Regions from separate parts of the Zea mays genome. Here region 2 is linked to region 1. Evidence: chromatin contacts called from public Hi-C data. All regions are on one chromosome and are shown on one strand. Each heading gives the region's core, a stretch centred on a gene start, on an enhancer-like site or on the middle of the called end of the contact. The rest is flanking DNA. Distances are from core to core; before and after follow the strand shown.

Region 1 (4,464 bases), core at 1,079-3,578:
GAATAAATAGAGTTACGTGGTAAGGCGGCATACCATGCAAACACAATATCAGTTAGGGATAATGAAAACACGCAAACGTGGAAAGCTTCCATATCTGCTAATTCTCCTAATTATGCTAGGAACTGGCCTATATGCTCGTGCATGCTTTTGTTATGTTCACTAAAAAATCTTGAAAATTTTGGTATTATGGTCCCTTGTGGATATGGGATGGTGTCGAATTGGTTGTCATATGGTTTCCAATATGATCGTCCCTTGTTGGTCATACTAACTCGAAGCTTATCTTGGAATTCCTTAGCTATTTCTTCTCTTACTATATCAATAGAGATATAGCAGTAGCCCATCGACCCTTGGGCCTAAAGGAGCATGTGACCGGGCCTCATTATGCCAACCTCTTACCCATGGATAATGAGGTATGCGATTTTGTGGCATGCTCATACTACCTCTAGTCGCCCCATATTGTGTGTTAATTCTGTCTGGCCTCCTCGGGCTCGAAAATTGTTTGTTCCCATGTGAGGGTGGAGCCATACTACACCCTCGATGAACTATAGGGAGGGGAAATTGCCGCTATGGCAGGTGAAAAGATTGTGGGTGATAATCCACATCCTGTTCTGGGATACTCAGATGGTCCGGGTGTGTAGACAATCTGAGCATTTTCGGCTAGACCTTGTGAAGAGTACGATGACCCTAACACGGCTCTAGGTGGTCTATCGTAAAGGATGGGACCATCCGTTGGGGGGTCGGACAGTCTGAGGATAAGCTCGGATGGTCCGACGTTGTGCAAAACCGTAGTTTTATCCCAAATCGGTGGAGGAGGCTATGGTTGCTCGGTATATGACTTCATCGGCAATCGCATGCAATAGAATGGCTAGGCTTGTGAATGCCCATTTGTAGCCGATGAGTTATGTGTGGCAGCCTTAGCATCAATCTCATGCGATGGAAAATTAGCAAAGACATTGTTTTCATATGCATGTGTAAGTTTTTAAAGGATTCTTCCATACCCCATGTATTGTCGTAATTGATCCCGCTACTCATCTATAAATACATAAGAGATTGGATGTCATCGATTTTACTTACATTGGGGCATGTGTAGCGGGTAGAAGAGATGCCATCTCAAACTCCCCTTGACGGACGATCTTCTTATGCTGGTCTACCTTGAAATGTGCCATATATTTTTATTTTGCTTATTCTCGCTCTTGGGCTTGCCTTCGCAACGTTTCTTATTCTCGTTGTCTCATGTTATCTTCAAATCGTTGCTGATCTTCAGCTGACAGGCTCTTAAGAGTCGGCTTCATGTTGTTGCTCGTGGAAACTTCGGTGCGATATTTGGAACCATGAGCCATTTGTGGCTGATCTTGGTAGATCCAGAAAGCATGTCTCTCCTCGACGAAGTCGCAAAAAGTGTGTCGGCACCGATTTGGGGCTAAACACTGGTATGAACCTCAAGGAGGTATTCTCTACGGAGCTCGGATGGTTCGCGATCTTGCAACGGATGGTCTGCGACCTCCCTGTTGGAGTTACTCCTCTCTGCGTACTTCCTGACTGTCCACGTGTAGGCCCGGACAATCCACAACGACACAGAATCATCTTTTTTGCAGAAAACCTAAAACTAACCTTTCGAGAGGGACCCTACCAGGGAGAAGAGTTCTTAGGCGTGCCCTAGGGTCGCCAAGCCACTTGGAGCGTCCTTAGACAACGTAGAGACGAATAGAGATGGAGAATAAGGTTAGGAAGGCTAAACTAAGGCTAGATTACTCTTACTCCTAAGTAAATGAGATAAATTGGATTCATAGATGGGATTGATTGATGCCTCAATGAGCCGTACCATTCGCGCGCATATATACGCATATATATATATATATATATATATATATATATATATATATATATATATATATAGAGAGAGAGAGAGAGAGAGAGATGAAGGTTTGGACCCGTTACTGGCCGCTTCATAACAGATTCCTATGCGATTAACCAGATAAGTACGCGTGAAATAAGGACTCTTGTCTGATCTTAAGGCACGGACCGTTCAAGCTACGCCCGCAGACTATTTAGGACACGGATCGTCGAGCCACATGGTGTGTCCAGTGGTAATTCTGGTGCTCAACGAGACCTTTTATTGCTTTCTATTTTTTTCAAAACATAAGCATGTTTTAGAAGCATAACCAAATACGGCCTAAAATTGCACAATAGGTGTTGTAATGGTAGCTTTCAAATTTTGGCACTTTTACAGATGACACTTTAATGTGTTCATTTTATTTGTCGATTTTTTTTCTTCTGTCGTGATGGGCGGGGTGTTTGTTTCACGCGCACGGCGCACCATACTCGACGTAACGAGGCATCGACACTGACAGAGTCCACGGCACGGCTTGTTTACCACCAACCATCCGGCCCTTCCCCGACCATGGCGGCGGCACCCCCTCGCTGGTGGCCGCTCCTCCTGCAGCTCGCAATCGCCCTTGGCATCCTGCTCGCGGCGGCCGAGGCTTGGACGGGGGAGATCCGCGGCCGCGTCGTCTGCGACGTCTGCGGCGACGCAGCCATCGGCCCGGAGGACCACGCCCTCGAAGGTCAGTCAGCCCCGTGCACCTGCTTCCTTTCCCCTCGTGCGGATTTATCGACCGATCTCTGCAGTGCGCCCCGTGGTTCCCCAGTTAGGTTTCGCTCGATCGCTCGAGCGGATCTGGGGCTAGGCAGTTAGCTGCGTCAAGTCCCGAAGTCAGCCGATTAATTGCGATTAGTCGTATCATGAACCCGAGTAGGGGCTAATTAGTTTTCTTGTCATCCGATTAGTCATCGAATAATCACGGTTAATCGGATGGCTAGAGGGCGAATGGCCAGAAACAGAATGGAATTGCTCGGCAGCTAAAAACATGGGCTGCATCTGGAACCCTATTTGGGGAACAGTGGCGCCTTGTCGCCTTTGAAATCATGATCTGGGATGGGATGGTTCGGGCTAATTGGGCTTATGCTTTTCATCCCAATTTGCAACTCAACATGCAGCCACCACCCTAACCCTTACTCTCTGTCTCACATCTCACTCTGTCCAGCTATTCTACCAGCCAACTGATCAAGCCAGAGTCATATTCATGGTCTGTGCTCTAGAATATATAGTACTACCTCCATCCTTTTTTATTTGTGTCAAACAGTGGAAAAATGGTCTACAAAACGTCAAATGAAAAAATGGAGGGAGTATATTAGTATATACTAGTTAAGGTAACGACTGATAGTGCAAGCAGATCATAGATGCAAGCGTGCAAGTGAGCCTTCTGGTCCATTAGATCATGATATAGTTAAATGCATGTGCACTGCTTTTGGCAACAAAAGAATTCTTACAATACCTCATCAACAAACAAAGACCCAACATTTTGGGGTTCATGTTAACGTGTAGCAAGCATGGTTTTAAAGTCGGCTAGTCGACTCTAGTCGCCTGAGCACCGATAAGGTGACTAATCGCGATTAGCCGTCGATTTGCTCGATTAGTCGAGCCTAGTTGATTCCTAGTCGTCCACCTATAACAGGACCATGTGTGTGTGTATATATATCAATACATATAGTTGTAGCAGGACTTTAGGACAACATTACACTATAGCTGTAGCAGGACAACAATATACTATATTGCAGATCAGCAGATCTATTAACAATATCACAATATAACTGTACAAACATGTTTTCACTAAAAGTAAAAGGTAAAGACCACTTACCTTGGATTGTACAACAACACACTGATTTCAACTCCAGGAATTATTAGAATGCCAAACTTGTAGGCTGTTGTTAGTGACTACAACAGGAGGTCGGGACTTCAGGAGCATATGTAGAGGGATGTCGGAGCACAGCAGGGCGACAGGAGAGGAGAGCGGCGGCGCTGGAGAAGGGATGGCGACGCTGGAGAAGGGCGCACGCGTGACTGTGCGCTGCGTATTGTGTACCGTATTGGTACAGTAGGACAAAACAGTGTTTGTGTTGTACAGATGGTGGGTTGGCCCATGTAACAAAGACCGGTTTAGTGGCCCAAAATAGGCATAACTAGTCGACCATTACCCCTAGTCGGACGACTAATCGCGATTAGTCGGCGACTAGGACGACTAATCACTTCCTAGTCGCTCTAGTCGAGTCGAAGACCCTAATTGAGCTCGCTCTAGCGATAAGGCCGACTAATCGCGATTAGTCGGACGACTTTAAAACCTTGGTAGCAAGGCATCTTTCATCCAAGGTTTTCTTCGAACTTTGGATCGAGCAAGATTAACGACGTCAGGTCCTTCACCATTTTCATAACTAATTATTCACGTTTTTTGTTGGAACCAAGTCTGAACACAATAAACTATATGCTTGATCAGAGACATGTCCATTTACATGTTAATGAAACTCAAATGATATCTAAATTTCTTTGAACAAAAAGGATGGCCACACTAGGCCTGCAAAAGGTGTGATTTATGCGACCCATTTGATTAATTCAGAAGGTAAGGG
Region 2 (4,998 bases), core at 586-3,085, 380 kb before region 1:
TCACCTCATGGTGGCCCTTTGCTGCCGAGTAATGGAGAGGCGAATTCCGGATCCCGAACGTGGAGTACCGAGCAAGGCGGGGATTGAGTTCTAAGAGAGCCCTGGCCTCCTGGATGTCTCCATCTCTTGCAGCAGACACAAGTCGCTCCCCAGTCGCCGAGCAACCAAAAGAGTCGCCCATCATACCTAAGAGCCCCATGATGCTTGGACCTATCAGAACACAAAATATGAGCAAGAGCAACAGAGCAACGCTTCTTGCAAAGACCCTCCAAATACTGGATATCACTTGTTGAGCACCGTATGGAACTGCACAGAATCAGAGTGTTCTTGGGGCCAAGATGTATTGAGGCAGGCATCACACGGTGTTAGCCTTATATCGATATGGGAAGAGAAGAACCACTTGGGCACTCCAGAAGAAACTGATTTGCGAAAGGCCAGGCAATGCGCCACATGTCCACATGAACATAAGAATCCTACATAAGCAGAGACGAAATGGCCTCACGGACTCGGTGTTTATTTGAGTAGATAGCCAAGGATTCATTGGAAATAAATGGTAGCACAGTTGGGCACTTTCTGCCAGCAAGAATCAGCTTCGGTCGGTCCAATTTGGCACTGGATCCACATAGACCAAAGAGCAGAAGCCAAAAGATGCCACCTTTCTATGGTAAACAAACTGACCCAAATTGACCGGGAAGGACATGAATCCAAATGAAGAGTCTATCCTCCCCTAACTGATCCAAGAAATGGTAAGCCGCAGGATCTAACGAGCTGGGCAACCCCCTCTTTTTTTAACTACTTCCCTACTATTGTGTAGACTGCAAGGCGATATGGTCAGACGGAGGCGAGGGGCCGGCGCAGTAATGGGGGCGGAAGAAACATCAGCAGAGACACGTCGCTGTCCCCCCTGTGCCTCTCAGGGAGGATGCCAACGGCCACCGGCCCCGTTGGCCCAAGGAGGAATGGCACAACTACCAGCGCCGGCATTGAGCCCGCAGATTGACCTTGGACAAGCGAAGAAAAAAACAGGAACAGCAAACGGGAAGAAGAACCTGAGCGCACCAGTACAAACATTCCCTTTTGACATCTGATGGGGGAAGAAAGGCGCATTCCACGAGTAAAAAAAATCGAGGCCGGATCATACTATCACTTAACTAGAAAAGGGGACGTCTAGCATTAAATAGGAAATACCACCAAATAAAGATGAGATCTCTCTGCGAAGGAATGGCTCTGCACAAGCAACCAAAATCAAGAGAAGGAAGACCCGGCCTCACCTCGCCCGCCCGACGACAGGACTACAGGAGAAGAAGGGATCTTCAGGCGGCGGCCGGCGCCGGGGAAGCTGAAGCCCCGCCTCCTTCCCCTCCGCCCCGCTGGCGCCGACGCCAACTCATGAAGGAATTAACAACAGCTGTGGACAAGGCAGGGGCAGCGGCGGAGGGGAGGAGTAACCGAGGGCAGCCCCAGATGAGCGATGGCTCTGCCTGCGCGTCGTAGTTGTAGCTGTCCTTGTCGGTGGACCGGCGCTCTGCTTCGTGCAGAGACGGCGCGGGATGGGAGGAACAAGGTGGGGAGGGGGACAGGACAAGAGGCGCATGCAGCAGTGGAGAGCACGAGGAGACGGGAGCTGGAGGGGGGTATGAGGACGAGCACAAAGTCACAAACACATGGGGATGGACTGCCTGCCCGCTGCCGCGCCTGCCCTCGCGGTTTCTGCAGTTTCTCTTCTTTCTTGTAGAGCCGCTGCTGTGATTGCTGTCGTCTGCCGAGGCCCGAGGCGGCGCCGCAGAGGTGTCCGTCTCGTCTCTGCCAAATGGCGAATGCTCTCCCTGCTCCGGTCTCCGCCCTATGCACTTGGTGGTATCTGTTGAATCGGAGGCCTGACCTGACACCCAATTCCTTCGCTTCCTTCCTGTCAGTGACCGTGGTTACCTGAATTACCTGTTACCCCAATCAGCATGCAAGTTGCAAATACAGAGCTTGAATTAACAGAGGCACCTGATGAAAAATATAAGCCTGATAAACTAAAAGACGACATTTATTTGCAACTTGCATGCCGATTGCTGACTTTTGCTTCTGTTGAACCCCATCTGTGTTTGAAAAAGAGACACACACTCCTCAGATAGACGTCCATTTGTCTGCATCAGTGTACGGGTAACAAGGTACAACGTACAACATCTAAGGGCAAGGTAAGGATATCCGTAGTGGTTCTCCCTAAATTTATTCCCCTATATCACTTTTTTCGTTACATTATCAATATTTTGTCTCCTACTTTTTCATCTCTCGCAACGGTTCCCTCTAAATTCTCCCTATATACCTCAATACAACCATAAAATATCATTATCCAACCTTATTCATCATCTATTACTATTTTTTCTTCAACTATTAAATACTAGTCGGCACGCAACTCGAGACAAGGGGGCGCATCAGCTGACGCTCAATGTGACGGAGTCCTGCTCACTTCCGCCGGCTGGGGGGGTGCTCGCAGGGGCGCCCGTAGTGCCCCTGAGGGGAGGGGGAGCGGTCGCGGGAACCCGCGGAGAGTCTAATGGGCTCAATCCGTCTTGGTAGTAAAGTTTAATCCGTGCTTATCTCTAGTGATTAATGGGGTCTAAATTTTACACCATAAATTTTAAGGATCAGATGTTATTTGGATCGAGTTTTATTCATGTTTATTTTGTACTAAATTAATTAAGGGCTCAACGAATCATGAAGAAACATTTGGATCGTGGTCCATTACCACCCCTACTTATCCCTGGTAAAATGGTTCTACCTCTCAAACTCTGTACTTCTTTAGCATGATTGTTAGATGGTTAGTGTGCCTTGAGCTAGAGCCCGATCAAGAAGTGTGTTAGAGTTGTACCCCCTAACCTGCATATAACCCTATCGTCAATTACTATTGTATGAAGTAATTTTCTTTCTATTATACAAAGTAATTCTCCTCTAGAGCCCTACAGTCGCAGCCACCACCATGGTCGGTGTGCCCCTTTCCTCCTCTAGCATCGTCACCTCCTCCTCCTCTCCCTATAGCAGGTGTGTTTCCCCCCTAAGCGTCGTGGTTGGCTTGTTGACATGTCGTCCATCCTCACTACCGACGGAGATGTCCGGGCCACAGATGTCGCCTTGCACATGGGCATCGCCGCCGTTGCTCTAGATGCTGCAGGCGCGAGCAACGCTAAGCTAGGCGCGGTTGCTCCCCTAACTCATGATGTAGCCTCCTCCTCCCACTCTTCTTCTATCTGATGGTGCCTTGGCTCTACAGGTCGCTTTCCCCATGATGACATTGTTGTTGCCCACCCTGTCCTTGTTGCTGCCATCACCACCGCAATGTACGTTGTTGTTGTTGTTGTTGCGCAGGAGTGCGAGCATGCTAATGCTCTCGGGTAAGCGATGCCACTGTTTATTCTCTTGCCTACTAGCTTGTGAAGTCCAAGCAACAACTCGAGGGTGATGTTCCCTAGGGACGCGATTGGTTCCTTGTATACAGCCCGAGCCAGGTTTCATAAGTGCAAGAAGCAACATGTTTGGTTGCATGCATTAGTACTTGGGCCTCGCCTAGTAGATGCAAAAGCACCCACCCAACTTGGCTCAATTCATACGCTCGGGGTGGACTTCTCAACCGAGCCTGGCTCGCTTCTGTAACACGTGCCCTCCACTCCCTCCCACGTGCCGCACTCAGATCTCGCTAGGGTTACTGTTACAGCACTCCCCGTTCCTTCCCTCACTCCCTTTGTGTCGCACTCCTCGCCCGTCGCCTCCCCTCCACGCTCTGGTCGCCCTCCTCGCTCCCTCGCTTGTCGTCTTCCCTGCTAGCCCCAGTCTCCCTCGTCGCCGCTGCTTGCTCCGCTCACGCTCCTTCCGCTCATTGTGCTCCCTGTAGTCGCCCTCCTCCCTCCCTCCGTGCCTCATTCTTAGATCTTTGTAACGCCCCGAATTTTGCAGTTGATTTTTTTTTTCTTTTCTTTACTCGCCAAAATTCGGGCGTTACCTTTTCTTTTTCTTTTTGCCCTCGCTACACCTTGACCTTTTCCAAAGTTCTAGCGGGATTCGGTTTGGATTTCCCGTGTAAGAAAAACCCTAAATACTTTATGTTGTTTGATGCACCATGCCGAACCTTGCATTTCTTTTGATTGCTTTGAAAGTGCAAATGCATTTATGTAGAAAGATCGGATTTCGAAAATGAGGAGAAGATCTTTTCTTTCTTTTTTTCTCTCTCTCTTTCTCTCTCCTCTTTTTCTCTCTCTCCCGCGCCGTGGGCCGACCCCGGCCGGCCCAGCCGCCCCTGGCGCCCCCCCCCTTGGGCCCAAAAGGCCCAACCGCCCCCCCCCACCTCCCCTTTTTCCCCAAATTCTTTCTCCCTTCCTCTCATTTTCTCTCATTTTCTCTCCCTCACCCTAAGCCGCTGCCGCCCCTACCCCCTGCCCTAGCGCCGCCCCTCCCCGTCGCCGATCGGCCGCCCCGCTCGGCCGCCCCGCCCCGCCCCGTCCCCGTCGCCGGTGAGCCCCTCCCCCTCTCCTCCCTTCCCCATTCCCCCCTCCCCTTTCCCCTTGCCGCTCGGCGCCTTGGCCGCCGCCATGGCCGGCTCGGCCCGCCCCGCCCGGCCGCGCCCTGGCCGGCTCGGCCAGCCCCCGGCCGCGCCCTGGCCGGCTCGGCCAGCCCCCGGCCGTGCCCCCCGCCGGCGCGCCCCCTGGCCGCCCAGCCGTCCGCCCGCCCGGCCCCTTGGCCGCCTGGCCGCCCTGGCCGGCGCGCCCCCTGGCCGCCTTGGCTGCGCGCTCGCCTGGCCGTTTGGCCGGCTCGGCCGCCTGGCCAGCCCGACCCCCCCCCCCCCCCCCCGCGCGCTCGCCTGGCCGCCGGTTCAACCGGGCCGGCTCAGCCGCCCCGCCGCCCAGCTCGCCGCCCAGCCGGCCGGTTCAACCGCCCCCCCCCTTTTTTTATTATTCGTTTTATTTTATTTACTTTCTGTGATCATAGCTATTTTATTTTAAGTAGGCTAATCGTTGT

What was found. A called contact is a pair of places that touch in the nucleus more often than the background predicts.
Region 2: a Hi-C map of ear shows a contact between it and region 1, with 2.3 times the contacts expected there. The contact joins the promoter of LOC100285090 here to the promoter of LOC100276027 in region 1. A contact is called at or near these places in 2 of 25 Hi-C or Micro-C datasets (ear and leaf).

Annotation. Positions count from the first base shown.
Region 1 is chr4:71,330,268-71,334,731 of Zm-B73-REFERENCE-NAM-5.0, reverse strand. LOC100276027 reads left to right here and starts at 2,328. Exons shown (of 2, transcript NM_001149917.1): 1 at 2,328-2,567. The coding sequence starts at 2,402.
Region 2 is chr4:71,704,420-71,709,417 of Zm-B73-REFERENCE-NAM-5.0, reverse strand. It overlaps LOC100285090, which reads right to left and starts at 1,835. Exons shown (of 11, transcript NM_001157985.1): 1 at 1,272-1,835; 2 at 5-210. The coding sequence starts at 199. It overlaps LOC118477060, which reads right to left and starts at 2,087. Exons shown (of 2, transcript XM_035967602.1): 1 at 2,066-2,087; 2 at 1,276-1,909. The coding sequence starts at 2,087. The coding sequence ends at 1,314.